Linked DNA regions of Sus scrofa: all the other regions are linked to region 3. A link is a contact called in public Hi-C data. All regions are on one chromosome and are shown on one strand. Each heading gives the region's core, a stretch centred on a gene start, on an enhancer-like site or on the middle of the called end of the contact. The rest is flanking DNA. Distances are from core to core; before and after follow the strand shown.

Region 1 (4,121 bases), core at 368-2,867, 86 kb after region 3:
TCATGGCTCAGCGGAAATGAATCTGACTAGCATCCATGAGGACACAGGTTCGATCCCTGGCCTCTCTCACTGGGTTAAGGAGCCGGTGTTGCTGTGAGCTGTGGTGTAGGTCGCACATGCAGCTCGTATCCTGCATGGCTGTGGCTGTGGTGTAGGCCAGCAACTCCAGCTCCAATTAGACCCCTGGCCTGCAAACCTCCATATGCCTCAGGTGCGGCCCTAAAAAATACAAAAGACGAAAAAAAAAAAAAGTTACCAGTGGGTTTCATTGTGTTGGGGTACTATATCAATATTTTCCTTCCCAGTCTCATTGACTTTATGTGTGTGTGTGTGCATTGAAAAAAAAAAAAAAAGCACACTTTTGTATTGAGCTCTTCGTAGATTCACATAAAGTTGTAAAAAATAAAATGGTAATGATATTCTTCACTTAATTCCTTCCAATGTTAAATCTTGGCTGACTTTTATACAGTATCACAATCAGAAGATTGATATTGATATAATCTACATCAACTTGAAAATTTTTTATTGTTTTCCTTTTTGTAGATACATTGTGTTCTTCAAAGGCAGTAATTCTTATACCGTGAACTTGCAGTAAAGATGCACAATGCACTCTTTTTACTTCTGCTGGTAGGTACTGTACAGAGTCAGTGTGCTTCTTGTAATGAAAACAAACATTTTATTTATTAAAAAACAAAAACAAAAAAAATTTTTTTGTCTTTTCATCTTTTTAGGGCTGCATCTGCAGCATATGGAGGTTCCCAGGCCAGGGGTCCAATTGGAGCTGTAGCTGCCGGCCTGTGCCACAGCCATAGCAACGCAGGATCCAAGCCGCATCTGCAACCTACACGACAGCTCACAGTCACACCAGCTCCTTAACCCACTGAGCGAGGCCAGGGATCGAACCTGCAGCCTCATGGTTCCTACTGGGATTCATTTCCACTGCGCCATGATGGGAACTCCAAAAACCCAAAATTTTCAAGAACCTTTTTTGCCCCTTGGGATAAAGTCTGGAAATCTTTACATGGCTTTCAAGCCCCTCCAAGTTGTGGCCCTTTCTCCCCACTCTTATCCATTGTCACTCCTTGTTTGGTCTCCGCACGCCCAGCTTTATAGACCTGCTCTACAGTGGAAATAAAATGTTGAAAAACCCTTTTCTAATTGAATCTAGAGTATTCCTATCAGTCTTTGAGATTAAGCAAAGTCTGTAATTTGACCTAGAAGCATTAGCTACCCTCTCTCTCAGATCGGATTGGATACCTTTTTATTTTTTACTTATTTACTACCTTGCCCAAAGAAGTTGTCTAATAACTATTTGTTGAATGCATGAGTCAATATGTGAATACTTCTAACTAGTTTAAGAGGGTTGGCATCCACTAGCTCCTTCTCTTTGTTCATTCCCTACCTCCAGAGTCCACTGTTGGGGGATCCTAATTAAGTACCTTTTTATGGGCAGCACCCAGCCTTGCAGAGACTAAGTGCTCAATATGTGAAGATGGATGACCAGAAAGCAGGAGGAAATTGAGACTCAGAAGAGCAATGAGAGCACAGGTTAGGAGGTGGTGGGTTCCCAGATAGTGAGTGGACTGTTTGGCTCAGAAAAAAAATCATTTGACAGGTCATTTAATCCATTGGAGGGACAAGTTTGGCTTATATAACAGGTCTTCTCAATAACAGGCATTTACCTGGTCCCTCCTGCTCCTGCAATACAAAAATAAACTATAAAAGAACCTTCAGTTCCGTACCCCCTGTTCTGTGAACATCATTAACCCCTGCAGTCTCAGTTAGCGCTTCTGCTCATCCATAGCTATTCACAGGCTGCTAGGATCCAAAATCAAAGGGAGTCGGTGTGTTAGAGCTGCTCCATTCGTCTTCAGAAAGGTAAGGTTGGCTGGAATGCTCAGGCAACTGAAGTTGCAATGCTATCCCTGCAACTTCAAGGGATAGTCTTAATCTCTCAGGGCCGTGTTTTATTTACTGCATGTGGAGCTTGTGGAGCTGGAGTCCACAAGCCAGTTTTGTAGCTGCTGATTTCTCTAACGCCTGCAGCAACGGCACATGCTCCTGCCTGTGAAACTCTTTCCCGGGGTGTCCGGGGCACCCCCAATGAACCAGAGATGAGGTTATGGGAGGTAGGCACCCTTCATTTTGAACCCTGGTTCTGCCTCTCTCTTAACATGAATTTATGTGGAAATACAGGGTCCCAGCTCATAGGATAGTTGTGAGGATTCTTTGGGAGTAAATCATGGGAACTTAACAACATGGAGCAGGTACATGGCAGGTGCTTGATACAGGTTACCCCTCATCCTCGCAGTTATAAAAGAGTCAGCTGACCATGAAGAAGGGGGAGGGGGGGTCAGGAATAGAAGTGGGGATTCTCACAGGCACCTCTCTGAGTTTTTCCTTATGCTAGATCACTGGTGCATACATATAGTTAATATTAGGCTTAACCACTCATGGTGAGTTAAATAACATCCTGTCGCTAAAGATATCTATGTCCTAATCCCTGAACCTGCGAATGTCACCTTAAATGGCAAAGAAAAAAAAAAAAAAAGGACTTTGTACATATAATAAAGTTAAGGAATTTGTGATGGGGAGATTATCCTGGATTATCCGGCTGGACCATAAATGCAATCGCATATATTTTATAAGAAGGAGGAAGACGGAGATTTAATACACACAGAAGAGGAGAAAGCAATGTGACCACAAAGTAATGAAGTCACAAGCCAAGGAATGCCATCAACCACCAGAAGCTGGAAAAGACAAAAAATAGTTTCTCCTCTAGAGGGCGTGTGGCTCTGCCGACACCTTATTTCAGTCCAGGGAGACTGGTTTTAGGACTTACTTCCTCTAGAACTGGGAGAGCATAAATTTGTGTTGTTTTCAGCCACCAAGTTGTGTTTATAGCAGCCCCTGGAAAGTCATACACCACTTAACTATCTGGTTGAATTATTGCAGTAGCTGTGCTTATAATTTTTAATTTTTCTGTTTGCTTTTAAAGTTATTGCCCTCATTTATTATGTCCTTTTGGGGGGGGGCGGGGGGGGATGCATTCAAAATTAATGGATCCAAGATTCAAGTTATAAGCAGCAAATTTTGATGCCTTTTCATTTGCATATACTGAGCAGTAAAGAGTTGTTGTGCTCACTATTAATCTTCTAATGAGTTCTACGGAGCTTCGGCACAATTTACATTTTAATACTTACTTTGTGTTTTAATCTTTAATAAAGAAACTGGAATTTAGAGTTTTGCAGATCTGAGGGTTATGTAAGAAGTTATTTTCTTTTTCTCATGGTAAGTTGTTTAAAAATCCAATTACTTATTCATGATGTTTTTAATGGAGTTAAGTATTTAAAACAATTGGCTTTTACTTTACTCAAGTTTAGATTTCCCACAGTAAAATCATAGGCTGGAAAGCACTAAGACTCTTTGTTGCTTTTTTTACTTTTCTGGAAAAGATTCCAGGGACAACGGAGCAAAATGCTGTAAACTCTGTGTACTCAGTGGAGGACCATAAGTTCAAGGGCTAGGCTCTCTCCCTTGTTTGCATACCAAATAAACTCACTTGTTTGCACCAGTCAGAGGATTCCTGTAAAGAGATTCGATCCTTTTTCTCCTTGTAAAAAAGCAAATACAGTTGATGGTCATTATTTGCAGTTAGTTAGGTGTTCTCTAAAGTCACCACAAACACGGAATTAGCAAATATGAAACCAGGGTTCCTAGGGGAAGTGCAACATTAGGTTCCTACAAGCCTCTGGTCACATTTTCAGCAACTGATCAGCCTTAGAGATATGTACTGTTGACCCCTTTCTTGGTATATGCTGTAGATTCATTCACATAAAACTCACAGTCAACAGCACTGAGACTTATGCCTGAATGACGCTCCTCTAACACAGGTGGGTGTCAGGAATCCACCTTTTTCTTTGCTCTGCCCAGGTCTGTGAATACCTGCAAAAGTGCTGGTGAGATGACAAATAAATTCCAGTGAGTAGGAAATTTTGAAGGTACGGGATCCACGAACAATGAGGAGCAACTATATTCCGTAGTAAGTGAACAAAGCAGGTTTTACCAGCAATGTAAAGTTTTATGGGAAGAGACCTTCTTCACAAACTATAACCTGAGCC
Region 2 (4,244 bases), core at 1,041-3,540, 110 kb before region 3:
ATGCTGGGACTTTTCTGCTAGAAGAGTCAGAGCTTAACTCTGCCATCTGAGGCCCTTCTGCTGGATACGGGTCTCTAAGGCTCACACCATCCCAGGCTGTAATTCCCAAGCCCATTGGCATCACTGATCCCACTAGACTTTCAGCCCCTTTGAGGGTGGGGACTGTATCTCATATATCTTCAAGCCACCCCGACTCCCTATAATCACAGTACCTGGTGTATAGGAGATGCTCAGTAAGTGCCACTTGGGCTTTTTGTGGTCCTGCTGGTATTAAACTTTGCCCTGTGAATTTCTGCTTTTTAGGGCCACACCCGTGGCATATGAAGGCTCCCAGGCTAGGGGTCCAGTCGGAGCTGCAGCTGCCGGCCTGCACCACAGCCACAGCAACACCAGATCTGAGCCGCATCTGCGACCTATAGCACAGCTCACGGCAATACCAGATCCTTAACCCACTGAGCGAGGCCCGGGATTGAACCCCTGTCCTCACAGATACCAGTCGGGTTCTTCACCTGCTGAGCCACAACGGAACTCCTGTTCTGTAAACTTCAGCTATAGGACCCTCTCCTCTTGTGCTTTCTCTCAAATCTTATCTATAAAACAGGCTCTGACTTCTCTAGCCCTTACCTGTCCCCTGTAACAAACCACTATTTTTTTTTTTTTTTTTTTTTGCCTCTTCTAGGGCCGCTCCCATGGCATATGGAGGTTCCCAGGCTAAGGGTCAAATCAGAGCTGTAGCCACCGGCCTACACCACAGCACAGCAATGCGGGATCCGAGCCACGTCTGCGACCTACACCACAGCTTGATCCTTAACCCACTGAGCAAGGCCAGGGATCCAATCTGCAACTCATGGTTCCTAGTCAGATTCATTAACACTGCGCCACGACGGGAACTCCACAAACTACTATTTTGGATTTTGGAGCCTATGAACAGTTTAAAACAACCTCTTTTATTTTTCATCATTTCAGGTCTATTTGCTCTTGCTCTTCTGCAGGTGAAGGCAGGCCCTCAGTGACCTGGGTGTGCTCCCTGCCCCTCTCAGTGTGCACGGGGACTCAGTAAATATTTTCCGACTGAAATTTCCTAAAACAAATTGGCCTTTGACTCAGGCTGCAGAGGTAACGTGTTTTACAAGGCCTCCAGGACTCCTACAGTTAAGATCTTTCCATCCAAAGGGTGGGAGATCATTGGTCCCACCCGTCCCACACACACATGGCACGGCACCTACTTAAGCAACCTTGAGACTTAAAAGCAGAAACCTGTTTGCTTTTTTCTTAACACTGAATGGCTTTCATTTTCCTCTTGGCTTGGGTCAAAAAAGTTTACGGCAGCATGAGCCACACGAAGATCTTTGACGCCTATTCATAAACTGAATTTCTATTCATGAGGTGACCGGGTTGTTGGCCTGAGGCGTCTGTCACAGCAACCGGCAGACTGGGCAAAAAAATCATCTTCCTAAGGAATTCTGGCCACCTCACATGCAACCACATGCGGTGGCTAGAGGGGCAACTGACTTTTTCAGGACAATCGGCTTCTTAGGAGGAAGCTGGGGAGCCTGAATTACTCCGAGACTGGGGGTCAGGACGCCTCCAGAGAATCTGGCTCACTCTCAGCTGCTCCAGCTCTGTGGGGCTCGCTCTAGGGGCTGATGGGATGTTTCATGTGCACAAAGGCAGCTACAAGGATTTGTTCCCCCATCATCCGAGTGGTGCAAATAATAACGACATCACACTAAAAGTTACCTCCTGCTCTGACATCAGGAGGACCAAGCTTGGGAATGACCAATATCCATCCTTCCATAGAGTCCAACGTCATAAGACTAAGCAGGCTCCTTTCCACTCTGCAGCAGGTAACACGCCAAGATCATCTCCAATCTCTTTCTTTTGAAACCAAAAAACACCTTTGCAAGCGTGACAATTCCTTTGGTGAAGATGCCACCGTCGGTGCATAAAGGGTGGCTGCAGTTGACACACCTGGGGAGAGAAATGACTTCTGCACTAACATTCCTGGGGGGCCGGGGGCAAGACGTGCATCTCTCAAAAGCCAAGAACAGGGGAGACTCAGGACCACTGCTTCTACACCCAGTCAACTGTGCCTTGCCTCCCTAAGCAGAAAACCCCAACACACCCTGAACAATGGGCTTGAGGAGACACAGCCACTGGACAAAGGACCTGAGAAGAAACATGCAGAGGCAGAGCCTGGAGCGAAGAGGTGCTGCCTGATGGGGGGGTTTCCTAAGGAGGTGGCTTAATCCGGGACTGGCCATCTCTGTGAGGCAGCACCAACACTGTTGGCTAACAGGGCTCAGAGTACAAGCTGCAAGAAAAACAAAGCTGGTCTTTCAGACCTTTCTCCCTTAGCTGATGCAAGATGCGCATCCAGGAGAGCAAAGGGAAGTGGTGGAAAGCAACCCGGTACAACAAGGAGGAAAACGGACTACAGACCAGAAAGGCAGTTTCTGCTCTATGCCTCATTCAGCCATGGAAACAGTGCTAAATTGGCTCCATAAGGGAGGCCGCTCTTCCCAGAAGAGAAGGCGCCCTGCTGGGAGTTTTCTATCCCCACAATGCCTGGAAGGCAGGCAAGATACACATTTGTTTCCAACTCCACGTCTTCTTCTCCGGTCCCCAAACTGCAGCCACCTCAACACGCTGGGTCTGGACTATTACAAGGGCTAAGCCACCCTCAAGTCTTTGTCTTTGAATCTACTGTATGCTGAGGGATCACTCTTTTTTTTTCTTTCCTTTCTTTTTAAAAAAATGTTATTGGGTATAGGGAGTTCCTGTCATGGTGCAGTGGTTAATGAATCCGACTAGGAATCACAAGGTTGAGGGTTCAATCCCTGGCCTAGCTCAGTGTGTTAAGGATCTGACATTGCCGAGAGCTGGGTGTAGGTGGCAGATGCAGCTCGGATCCCTCGTTGCTGTGGCTCTGGTGTAGGCCGGCAGCTCCAGCTCTGATTCGACCCTTAGCCTAGGAATCTCCATATGCCACAGGAGCGGCCCTAGAAAAGGCAAAAAGACAAAAAAAAAAAAAAAAAAAAAAAGTCATTGGGTATAGTTGACTTACAATGTTGTATTGCTTTCAGGAATACAGCAAAGTGAACCAGACATATATATATTCATTCTCTTTTCTCATATAGGTTATTACAGAATACTGAGTAGATTCTTCTGGTCTATACAGCAGGTCCTTGCCAGTTATCCATTCTATACATAGTAGTGTGTACATTCTTAAACGTGGCTATAATTACTCCCCTGCCAAAAATCCCTTATTGGCTTTCCGTCACCTATAGGATGAAATAAAAACTCTTTAGCTTTGAAAGACATCCTTCTACCATATCGCTTCACCCGCATTTCCAGTATCAGCTGCTGCCACTTCCTCTACCCAAACCCCAGGCTCCATGACCCAAAAAAAGCCACTCAGAGACCTGGTGATACCAATTTCCTTCATACAAAATCCCTAAGAGGAAATAAAACTCCTTAAGGATAGAAAATGCAGGAAAGCAGAGTTCCCATCATGGCTCAGCAATAACCAACCTGACTAGGATCCATGAGGACGCAGGTTCGATCCCTGGCCTCACTCAGTGGGTTGAGGATCCGGCGTTGCCATGAGCTGTGGTGCAGGTCACAGATGCGGCTTGGATCCCGCATTGCTGTGGCTGTGGTGCAGGCCAGCAGCTGCAACTCCAATTAGACCCCTAGCCTGAGAACTTCCATATGCTGGAGGTGTGGCCCTTGAAAGAAAGAAAGAAAGAAAGAAAGGAAGGAAGGAAGGAAGGAAGGAAGGAAGGAAGGAAGAAAGGAAGAAAGGAAGAAAGAAAGAAAGGAAGAAAGGAAGAAAGGAAGAAAGGAAGAAAGAAAGGAAGAAAGGAAGAAAGGAAGGAAGGAAGGAAGGAAGAAAGAGAAAGAAAGAAAGAAAGAAAGAAAGAAAGAAAGAAAGAAAGAAAGAAAGAAAGAAAGAAAGAAAGAAAGAAAAGAAAGAAAGAAAGAAAAGGAAAGAAAATAGAGGGAACAGATGGTGATCTAGGCCTTACAGCTTCAGGATGATGAAAACTAGTATCCTGACAAAATGATTCAACCCAAACCTCTATGGTGTTTGCACTAAAAATAGAGAAAATTCTGATTCAGTGCCTGGAAGACCGTCAAGACCATTCATCTCAGTTTTAGTATGAAATATCACAAACCTGCCCTTTTCCTCAGCCAAAAAAAGAAAAAAAAAATGTGGGATGGCAACTGAACAAATCTAC
Region 3 (4,677 bases), core at 1,515-4,014:
TTTCCCCTCTTGAACTCAGTATAAAATTCCAGAATTCACTAACTGTGGACAGTTTTCCTTTTTCCTTTTCTAAAAAAGAGAGGCTTTAAGCTCAGATGATCACGACTTCTAATTCCCAGGCAACAGTTGCAGTTTTCAAATTAAAATGCACAGGACTGGAAATAATGCACCTTAATGGCTGAACGTTGAAAAACTGCAGTCCTTCAACTTTGCCTACATGTATGCTGCTATACGTGAAACAAACAAGAGACTGAAAAGTCATTTAAATGGATTATTGGCCATCCTGAGCTTGGAAACTGCTTCTATGGAGAAAAACTGACTCACTGGCTAACAAAGATTGCCGGCTACAGTCTCCAAGTTGACATTTTAAAAAATATCTAATCACCCTTTTGAATGATATACCAATTACTGAAAATGGTATCTGCCACAGTGAAAGAGCTCACTAGGAAAGCATCCAGTTCTGGTCGGAACTGAGAAATATTCAAACCCTAAAGACAGGGTTGGGGGGAAAAGATACCACCAGAGAAGACAAGTATCATTCAGCCAAAAAGCTTCCTTAAGATGCAAGGTCAGATTGACGCAAACACCCAAAGAGACGTTCTTCTTTTAGAATCCCCAAACAGTAACAATTCCTGAACAGGACTCAGCAAAAAGGGACCTCCTTAACCCTGTCCTGCTTTTTAGGCAGGCTTCTCCTGAATATCTTTAGTTGGAATTCTCCCTTTGCCCTCTTTTGCAACAAGATGAGCAATAATGTTTTTCTGAAATAAACAGGGATTCTTTTTTCCCTTTTGGGGTGGAAAGAGCACAAAGTTCATAACTGGCTGGGAAAGGACCAATCCTAACAGATAAAACGATCATTTGCCACAGAGAAATGCTGATAAGGCTCAGAGTTTTATTTCACAGCCGGAGCACCCACATTTCCATCTACTCTATTCCGTTTACAATCCTACCTGCTCTCCAATCTCAGAGTAACATTTGAGGACCCCATAGCATACACAGAGGCTCCCACACCGATGAAAAAATGCCCATCTGCTGCTCAGGGCCAAAGAGGTTTCCCGATTCCAAATCGGGTGGGGGGGAATAACAGGCGAGGGGGGGAAACTCATGAAACCACCTTAAAGATGACATTAATTGTCTTCGAAAAGGCAGTTCAGATTACTAGAAATGGACAAGTTATTTGGTGGCACAAGGAGGAGATATGAGGAACCAGAAGGGACAGAAACAGCTGCACTCCCTAACCGAGGTCCCAGACCGCAATGAGGCTGCAGACGTGATCCGGGTGCTGGGATTCCACCCAGCCGGACAAAGCTCAGAGCGCCCAGGTAGGGGCCGTCACGCACAAATCAAAACCCAGGAGGCAGTTCCCTTTAGAGGGCGCTCATTGGGTGTCGGAGGGAAACAAGCTCCAACCCCCGAAACGCGACCCAAAGGGGGAGAAAGCAAGTTCCCACCGCCGAGGCCAGGGAGGGAAGCTAGATGCCCGCTTTCGGGCCCGTGGGAGAAGAGACTCCTCCAAGCCTCGGTGCACCCCAGCCGGGGCCCGCGAGGACGAGCGTGGCGGGCTGGAAGCCCCGGTTCTCCGAGCAGCCAGGCGACCCGAGGCCAAGCTCAGTGTCTCAGGCACCTCACCTCGCCCAGCTGCTGCACTTGAGCGCAACCCCTACCAAAATGCCCTCCTGTTCCTTAGGGCCCGCAAGCCGCCCCCCGACCCTCAAGGAGGTCGGGTCGTTGCAAGACTTGGAGTCCAGGGGTCCGCATCCTGGCATTTTGGGGCGCATCCCGCTCACCCCCCAAGGGACCGACGACTGTGCCTCCGCGGGTAGCTTATCCACGCAGTGTCTGCTCCCTTACCCCAGCCACCCGGAACATCAAACAAAAGAACTTTTGCAAACTTTCCTCTCCGGACACTCGCGGGTTTCTCAAAGCTGGGCCCCATCTCCCCAGAACGTGCATTCAATGGAGTAGGAAAGCTGGCGTGGGGGTGTGTGTGTGCTGACAAAGGGACCCCAAAGTTTCCAGGTCGTTCCTGGGTCTCCGGGAGCGCGCGGAGGGGACCAGTTCTCACGCTGCCCTTTCCCGACATCCTCTCTCCGGCCACCCTTCCCCATCGGTCCTTCCCGGCCATAAAGAAAGACCCTCCGAGGGCGAAGAAGTTGGGAGAGATTTCTGGGGCCTCTGCGGTTCGACAAAACTGCCGTACTCTCTTGCTGATCCCGGGGGACCTCCAGGCAACTCCAGGGAGCGGCGCTTTTCTGCGGGAAAGGGAGGAGGGAAGGGGCGGAGGAGCGAGCGCATTTGTCCCAGCAGATCCCCGGGGGCCGAGCTGACACAGCTGGGAGTGGGGGGCATCCCCCAGGTGGCGCTCCCCGACTCCCCGCGGGCTCTGCGCACCCCGCTCGGCCTCGACACCCTATGTGGCGCGCGCGTCCCCCTCCTGGCCCACTCACCGACTCCGCCGACACGCAGGCCACCAAGCCCAAGGTGAGCAGGATCCAAACGCGCCGCATATTCCCCGGGGATCGGCTGCTCCCAGCCGCCGCTTGCAACCAGAGAGAAGCGGAACCTCTTGCTCAGCGCCCGGCGCAGCCCGCGCCGAAGAATCCGGAGCGGAGCAGCCTCCGCGACCGCGGCTCCGGCTCGGGGGCTCGGGGGTTCGGGCTCGGGACTCCGGGGCGCTCGCTTCTTCTTCCTGCGCCTGCTCCCGCTGCCCGCGGCTGCGCTGGGGGAACGCGGCGCCTTCTCACTTGTTGGTTCCTACACTCCCGACGCCGAGTTGTTGCTCCGGGGAGGCAGCTCTCTGGAGCCTTTCTTGCTCTGCTGTAGTTTTACTCCTCCGCGGACTCCTTCCCCGTGTCGCGGCTCGGTTTCTGATTTTTGAGGAATAAATTAGATGGCTTGGAATGTAGCTGCAGCTGAAGTTTGGGGGCAGAGCGGTGGGGGCGCGAGATCCGCGCGGCTGGAGCTCTGGGAGTATCTGGAGAGAAGCGCGTCCGGCAGGGCTAGTGGCTCCGCGGCTGCGCCCCTCCTCCTCCCGCGCCGCCGCCTCCCTCCCAGGGTCCTCCTCCTCCACCTCCTCTTCTCCTCCCGCTCCCTCCCTCCCTCCCCAGCCAGCTTCTCTGGGCTTCTCCGGGCCACTCGGGAGAGGAGGCGGCTGTGTGACTCCCTGCTAAACCCGGGAGAAATTCCTACAGGATTACACCGCGATTGGCAGCTCGGGGGACCAGTGGCCGCCGGCAGCTCCGCGCTGTGGCTGCTCTGGGTCTGCTCGTCTGCAATCTGTGCTCCGGCGCTCCTTTATTTTCTGGCTTCCTTCTCCCCTTACCCCTTCGCCTTTTCCTCTCGCCTCCCCCTTGCTCCTTCTCTATTTTCTATTCTCTTTCACTTTTCTGGAGAAAGATCGGTGAAGCGACGAGACATATTTAGCTTTTCTGCCGGCTGGAATTCGACCAGTAGCAAGAAGCTGCTTTGAGAGTTGGAAAAAACACACACACACACCAAGTTTACAGATGCTTTCAAGCAGTGTAAAGTGTTCATAAATCGCTAGTTCATGAAAATTGTATTTTAAAAGCGAAAACAATAAACGTAATAAACGTGTGTTGAGCATTTCCCACCCACCCTAACGCCCCCCCCCCAAAAAAAAAATCTGGAGGAAAGCTCCCATAAACCCAAAACGCAACCCTTTAAAAGCTCATAATTTCATTAAGGGCTTAAATACCATTTCTGCCTCACACATGGTTTAAGCCCCGAAGGCATTTTATAGGCTCCATTTCAACATAGAGGTGTTAATGTTTGGAAGCTACAAATAGGGCAATTTGATGAGAAATTGGATAGAGACCCTGAACAATAACAGATTGAAGAGAACTTCAAAGAAAAGCAGGATAAAGTAATTTCTAGTTTGAAGAAAATGATGAGCATGTGTTTCCTGAATGGAAGTAATTGGTCCCAAGTATTTTGTGGTGAAGTCTTTTTTTTTTTTTTTTTTTTTTTTTCAGTTCTGTGTCTCTAGTGCACTACCGGACATGGCAAACTCCCTGCCAGTTTCTACCACTATTTTTCTCTCTAATTTCTGGAGTAAATGAATTGTAGAGCCAGTCTGGTCCTAGAATGCCCACTCCAGGAGACCAGCGACTTTTCTGTCTTGTTCACCACTGTATTCTCATTCCTGTTGCCTAAAGATATACAATACATATTTATTGGATAAACTTTGATCTAAAACTCTATACTGCATAAGAGTTGTGAGCCTTTAAGAAACCTAGATGTAGATATATAGACACCAGACCTTGATACTTTTTGAACTTAGAATAATATACAGTCATACTCTACGGAGGATATTGTGAGTATGTATATATGCATGTGTGACTGGGTCACCTTGCTGTACAGTAGAAAATTGACAGAACACTGTAAACCAGCTATAAAGGAAAAAATAAAAAGCATTTATATATATATATATATACTGTAAATATATATATTTACAGTCATACTCTAAGTGCGAACTACAATGTCTTAGCAACCTCTCACCATAAGAAATCTCAGAGAAAGAAATTTAGAGAACTAGAGAGAACTTTAGAGAATGCTAAGTCTGAGACATTGAGCTCTTTGGGTTTTAAGTCCCAACTACCAAGCTCCCAACAGGCAAATCTAAGGTATTGGCAGCCAAAAAGTAACATGGAAAAA

Evidence for each region. A called contact is a pair of places that touch in the nucleus more often than the background predicts.
Region 1: a Hi-C map of liver shows a contact between it and region 3, with 7 times the contacts expected there. The contact joins the enhancer-like site here to the promoter of SDC2 in region 3. A contact is called at or near these places in 1 of 5 promoter capture datasets (liver), 7 of 47 Hi-C or Micro-C datasets (embryonic fibroblasts, liver and skeletal muscle) and 1 of 2 datasets of contacts at active chromatin or transcription factors (alveolar macrophages).
Region 2: a Hi-C map of liver shows a contact between it and region 3, with 5 times the contacts expected there. The contact joins the enhancer-like site here to the promoter of SDC2 in region 3. A contact is called at or near these places in 1 of 5 promoter capture datasets (fetal skeletal muscle), 7 of 47 Hi-C or Micro-C datasets (embryonic fibroblasts, fetal skeletal muscle, heart right ventricle and 3 more) and 2 of 2 datasets of contacts at active chromatin or transcription factors (alveolar macrophages and skeletal muscle).

The regions. Positions count from the first base shown.
Region 1 is chr4:40,213,779-40,217,899 of Sscrofa11.1, forward strand. No RefSeq gene overlaps it. Among named protein-coding and RNA genes, the nearest start is that of SDC2, 86 kb to the left of the region's middle. Within about 2 kb of position 1,618, at least 1 of the 83 cell types and tissues checked has an H3K27ac peak or open chromatin away from gene starts, as enhancers often do. A contact at or near this core is called in liver, where this site is marked.
Region 2 is chr4:40,020,056-40,024,299 of Sscrofa11.1, forward strand. The region is part of intron 1 of SDC2 (syndecan 2); the gene reads right to left. Among named protein-coding and RNA genes, the nearest start is that of SDC2, 110 kb to the right of the region's middle. Within about 2 kb of position 2,291, at least 3 of the 83 cell types and tissues checked have an H3K27ac peak or open chromatin away from gene starts, as enhancers often do. A contact at or near this core is called in liver, where this site is marked.
Region 3 is chr4:40,126,719-40,131,395 of Sscrofa11.1, forward strand. It overlaps SDC2 (syndecan 2), which reads right to left and starts at 2,765. Exons shown (of 5, transcript NM_001315754.1): 1 at 2,451-2,765. The coding sequence starts at 2,510.